Regions from separate parts of the Oryzias latipes genome. Here region 1 is linked to region 2. Evidence: chromatin contacts called from public Hi-C data. All regions are on one chromosome and are shown on one strand. Each heading gives the region's core, a stretch centred on a gene start, on an enhancer-like site or on the middle of the called end of the contact. The rest is flanking DNA. Distances are from core to core; before and after follow the strand shown.

Region 1 (2,764 bases), core at 89-2,588, 67 kb before region 2:
CATCTGCACCACAGGGAGGTTAAAGGTCACAACTCTGCCAGAACTGGTAGCACCAGAATCACACTCAAGGACGGGAAGCAGTAATAATGATGTAACAATGGGAACATCCCATGCCCTATGTATTTATGACAGCTCTGTAGCATGCATCCCTATGGTGCGTTCATACCGGGCTCGGAAACACGCATTTGAGCGACCACTTCTAATAGAAAGTCTTTGTAAACGTGCTTCTGTGCCTTTTTCGGCTGCTGCAATCAAAACAACCATGGCTTCGCGTGACTACACAAGTTTTGAAGTCCGTCTTTGGGCAAAACATGCAGCCATTGAACACGTTTGGCGGCCGTAGTGCAGCGGTTGGGCGGTCGACCCATGATCATAAGATTGCAGGTTCGATTCCCACCTTGCACACCCACTTCAATTATTAGATAAGGTTATAGGTAAATGCAAGTTAACCAGGCAGGCATCGTCTAATGGGCAAAACACTGAACCCCACCTTGCCTCTGGTGGTAGGCGGGCGCCTGTGTTTGGCAGTGGAGCGGCCACCAGTGTGTGAATGTGTGTGTGACTGCGTGAATGGGACTGTGACTGTAAAGCGCTTTGTTCTTGTAGGTAGAAAAGCGCTATACAAGTATACGCCATTTACATGCTGAAAGTTAAACCAGTTTTACTTTGACCAATCAGGGACTCTGATTCGTCATATGGGTAGCTCCCTTTTCAACACACAGAAGTACCAGCCATTAGAAATTGATCATAGAGGAGAAATGAATTATTGCGGTTTGTGTCTGGGCAGAATTATATGACACTAAATATTTCATATAACTGGAGCATGATTCTTGTATCATGTATCATGTATCGGACAGCGACAGTCCAGTGTGTCCACTGTTTTCTAAAAGCGTGATCAAGAATGGTTGTTTTGAATGCACATCACATGCCCCATGTGTAGATAGCTTTAGAGAAGTATTGTGGACCAATTATAGCCAATCAGTGAAAGTGTTTTTTTCTTTTCTTTTGTGGTTTGACAGTAGAAAAAAAAGAAATAGGAGGATCTCTTTCAAAGCGCCTTTCCAGCTGTGTGCTTGTATTAATAGACAGAGGAAGTACTTTGTGGCTTTAAAGTAAAACTAATTTTCTTTTTCTTTTCTTTTTTTGTCAATAAAAACTATTGTTGGGGAGCAGATTTGTGTGAATTAGTTTGATAGTAAAAATTGTATGCCTTATTTAAAAAATTGTTGGGATCAAAAATGTTAAAAGACGGTTTATTTAAAAAAACATTTGATGCTCTCTTATTTTGAAATACCTTAACCGGATGCGCTGTATAGCATTCAAGCTAACTTGAGAAGGCTTCGCCTCCCCGTAGTCCACCTCCACAGCATGCAAATAACTCAGCAGCTCCGCCACACTGCACATTGGTTAAGTACGCGGAGCGTGCCTGAGGTCTTGACAGAAAAGAAGAAAAAGGAAAAGCCGGATTTGTGTTTTTCATTTATTTTATTTTAAACTACACTTCTGTTAATTATCCCGAGCCTTAGCGTCATTTAAATGAACTCTGGAGGCTGCTCATCCCGGGACTGTCAGAAATAGGAGTAATCGGTGACCCGTATCAGACCGCAGAGCCACACTGGAAGGTTGGAAAGGACAGACCCCTGAGAAGTTTCCCCCCCGATCATGTCTGCCTGTGTTCTTGGACCGGAGAGGCGCCGTCCGCGCCTCCTCGATGCGGGTCCCCGCGTTTGATGATGAAAATGAGGACTATATTTCCCTTTTTTTACTGAGTTTTAGCCGGTAAGTCTCGAAGCGGTCGCTGAGATATCTTTTTTGTGTATCTTTTCTATTTTTAGGATTTCTGTGTTGCTAACTTAATTTACAGTACAAATAAAATAAAGTTATTTTGAATACATTTATTTAAACAGATGAATCGTTAGTTGATGTTTAATTCATTTTAAATATCATGATTGTGTTCCATAACAATTTGCCTTTTACATTATAAATACTTTTCTTCTAAACTTTTTTTTTTAAATAAATAAAAAAAGCTTACTTTTATAATTCTAGTCCCTTCTTGTGGCGCATGAATATTTAAACGAACGTCATCGGACACAGGTGTTCTTTCATGTTTGACTTCTCAAAGAAATCAGCCAATCAGAAAGGATTTCTTTGCCCTCTGTGTTAACCTTTCAAAGGAATAAAAAACATAAGAAAAAGAGTGTGTACTTGTGGGCTTTACTGTACACCACATCGAATTAAATCAGCTATGCGTAGCATTTATGGCTAATTTAATCACTTTCTCCTGCAGGAATTCACTCCACACCCACTTCAATTATTAGATAAGGTTATAGGTAAATGCAAGTTAACCAGGCAGGCATCGTCTAATTATCGTTAGGTTATGAATTGGATAATTGAATATAGAAAGCACCGGATTAATGGCAGATTAATGGCCTAATTGAGTATTTATAAATCACTTACTAGCACAGACTGAGAAGTCCTGCACCAAATCACTTAAAAGGCGTATCGATTGAGGTCCAGTTGGACAAATGAAGCTAAATTAGGGATGTTGCTCTTCCTTTGACTTCCGCTCCAAAGATAATTATTTGTGGACCAACATCAATGACCAATAATCACCCAGCAGCAGGAAATTGCTGATTAAAAAACAAACAAAAAAACAGTGTTTACTTGATGAAATGAGCCAGTGCAATAATTCACGACTAAACAAGCCATTGCCGTCGATGGAAAATTCATCAAATTGTATTTGCAATATGTAAAGAAGCCGGAG
Region 2 (2,896 bases), core at 84-2,583:
TGACTCAGGCGGTTGTGCAGGTCGGCCAATGATCGAAGGGTTGGCGGTTCGATCCCCGTTCCCCCTAGCCAACAATTGTGCCTTTGGGCAAGACACTTCACCCTCCCTGCCTCCACTGGTGTGTGAATGCGTATGAATGTCCCAGTGATGGCCAGAGGGGTTGTAGGCGTAAACTGGCAGCCACGCCTCTGTCAGTCTGCCCCTGGGCAGCTGTGGATACATCAGTAGTTACCATCATGTTGAGTGAATGAATAATGGATACATTGTAAGCGCTCTGAGCATCTGGGAAAGTGCAGATAAATCCAATCCATTATTATTATATTGGTAAATCCATTATACTACAACTATGTGCCTCAAATTTTGTTTTGTTATGATAGCATTTATCAATTTGTGTTTATAACAAACAAGTTATCTAAATTTAACATGTGGTATTCACAGTTGTGAATTTATGTGATTGACATTTTCAGATATACTTTTTTAAGTTTTTCTCTCAAGTTGTCCTGTTTCTTGTTCCTGCTCTGCCTTCCTGTCATGTTCACACCTGGTTTGAGTTGAAACCAGCACAGCTGCTTCCAGTTTCTTGATTGTTCTTCAGGTGGTGTATATGGGCTCGACAATTGAAGGATCGTTTAGTCATTTGGTTTGCCACCAGTCTTTTTGAATGTTCAGGCTGACTAAAGACCTTTTTCCTTTATCTGCCTGCTTGTCTTTAGTCTTTTAAGTGAACATCTTTGCAGCCACAGCCTCTGACATTTTACCATGCCACCCACATGATTTGGTTGTAATATTTTATGTTTCTTTTTGTATTTACTATGTTTTCAATGCTGAAATTTGATATGAAATGTTCACCCCTCAGTAGGTTTTGTGGACAGAACATTAACAGTCAATGGATTCTGTCCCAGCATTCATTGCAAAACAGAATTCTTTTCAGGCCAAGACGTATTGAACCATTCCTGCATGCCGATCTGGATCAATGAGAAATTGTTAATGTCCTCGACTTTAGGCCATGCCTCAAGTCTAGTAGAACTATCATGCGAATCATTAAAACGCAGGAAGATACACAGAAGCCAATGAATAACGCCCACTTTCCACAAATATTTGGAAAAGTGGCCTTTAGTTATCTTTGTCTTTATAAATATTTAAGCACCCCTTTGGATTTTCGTAAACACAGTTGGTATCAGTGTCCAGCAGCCAAGATTGTCTTCCCTCATGATTGTTTTTGATGAGAGACTATGGGGGTGAGGGAAGGGGGTGGGGTTGCATATTCAAGGATGACCACGGGGACACGGCCCAGGTGTCTCATTGCTGAAACAGGAGAGTGAGGCTGTCAAGGTGTGACATATGAGCTTGCAACCTTTGGCCTCTGTGGTGCAATAGCGTGGGGGGTGGTAAAGTGCCTCGCCAACAGCTTTGAGTGCTCCTCAAATGAATGTGTCACTTAGCATACAACATAAAAAACAGAGTTTGGGTGTCTTTTTGAAGTTTCTCAAAAACAATGTGGCTCCGCATTGAATTTAAACGGAGCTTGTTTCTGACCAAATCCGCCGATACCGATTTATAATGTGCGGCGCTTGCTTTTCACTGAATCATACAAGGCAGTCAAGATTTGACGCATTAGGAAGACAATTGTTTGTGAAAGTCTGCTGTAATCCAATGACCCACTTTTAGTCTTTTCTCAGAAAACCTCATTGAATTTCTAAGGGTGTCTTATCGCAGTCCACTCTGGATAATGGATTCTCATTGTTGAATGTGGATGTGAAGCACAAACACAAGTGTTTATATTAACAAATGGAAATGTGGGCATGCTTTTGATTCCAAGGCTTGTTAGTGGAGTTCATTCATAGAGACTTAATGAATAATGAAGTGATGATATTGCAGGAGTTGCTGAAGTCTTTGAAGCATTAGGGCAGGATTACCAGAAAACACTCTTTGCCTGTGGTGATGTGGCCTGGGGGATGTTTCAGTTGTGGCAGATGGTGATCAAGTTTGCACACAAAAAAATGGTTTCAGTTTCAAAACTAAAAGAATCATTGAAGGAAAGGCCAAAGATGTCAAGCCCTAGGTTGGTATCTACTTTTGTTTTTTTACAGTTGCATATAATGAATATCCTTCAAACTTGCCCATTATCAACCATTTTCTTGTTTGGCTGCTCTCAAGCCTCCATTAAAAATAGTAAGAAAATTCTACTGATTAAATAGACTTAAATCCCTAAAATTTCCCCTATAGTGTGATCACACCTCTATTCAATAATCTCACACTAAAGCAGGATCCTGCTCCTTTAGGTTTACCCCACCACCTGTTTTCTAGCTCTCCCGGTTGTGCTTGTTGCTGGTATGTTCAGGTATGTTCAGAACATAGACTATAAATAGGAACTAAACAAACTGCCCCCCCCTCAAACAGGAAATACCCACTGGCTCCATTCTGTTTGTCAGAATGACCATTCTGTCACTGCTAACTCTTTATCTTCTTGCTAATCCAAGATTTTTTTATTATATTTTTTCTTTATTGCAAGTTATCCAAGTTATAAACTAACCAATCAGATGCTTAAATAAAAGCAAGTGTTTCCCAACTTAAATGTTTGTTAATCAAACGTTGATCCACACTCCTTAGTGGAATGGGTGTGGATTTACTTGGGATTGGCAACAGTAGATGCCATTGAAGTGTCAACTCTTGACTCGGACCAATCACTGTTGACCGGCGCTGGTTTCGCTGAAAAATGCCAACTTAATTGGCTTCCTTTTGCTGGAGCCGGAGGTAAGGCATTTTCGATGGACGACGTCACACCCGGCTGTGTCCATCCCATCTCTATGTACAGTCTATGGTTCAGAATGTGAAGATACCAGAGTCTGCTTTGCAGGCCAGAAGAAAGATTGCCAATTGGTTTAAAGATAGCATT

Evidence for each region. A called contact is a pair of places that touch in the nucleus more often than the background predicts.
Region 1: a contact with region 2 is called in a Hi-C map of embryo, with 1.6 times the contacts expected there. The contact joins the promoter of slitrk6 here to the enhancer-like site in region 2. A contact is called at or near these places in 2 of 5 Hi-C or Micro-C datasets (embryo and fibroblasts).

What each region holds. Positions count from the first base shown.
Region 1 is chr2:19,694,266-19,697,029 of ASM223467v1, reverse strand. It overlaps slitrk6 (SLIT and NTRK-like protein 6), which reads left to right and starts at 1,338. Exons shown (of 2, transcript XM_004066586.4): 1 at 1,338-1,779.
Region 2 is chr2:19,626,883-19,629,778 of ASM223467v1, reverse strand. No RefSeq gene overlaps it. Among protein-coding and RNA genes, the nearest start is that of LOC110016378, 30 kb to the left of the region's middle. Within about 2 kb of position 1,333, at least 4 of the 8 cell types and tissues checked have an H3K27ac peak or open chromatin away from gene starts, as enhancers often do. A contact at or near this core is called in embryo, where this site is marked.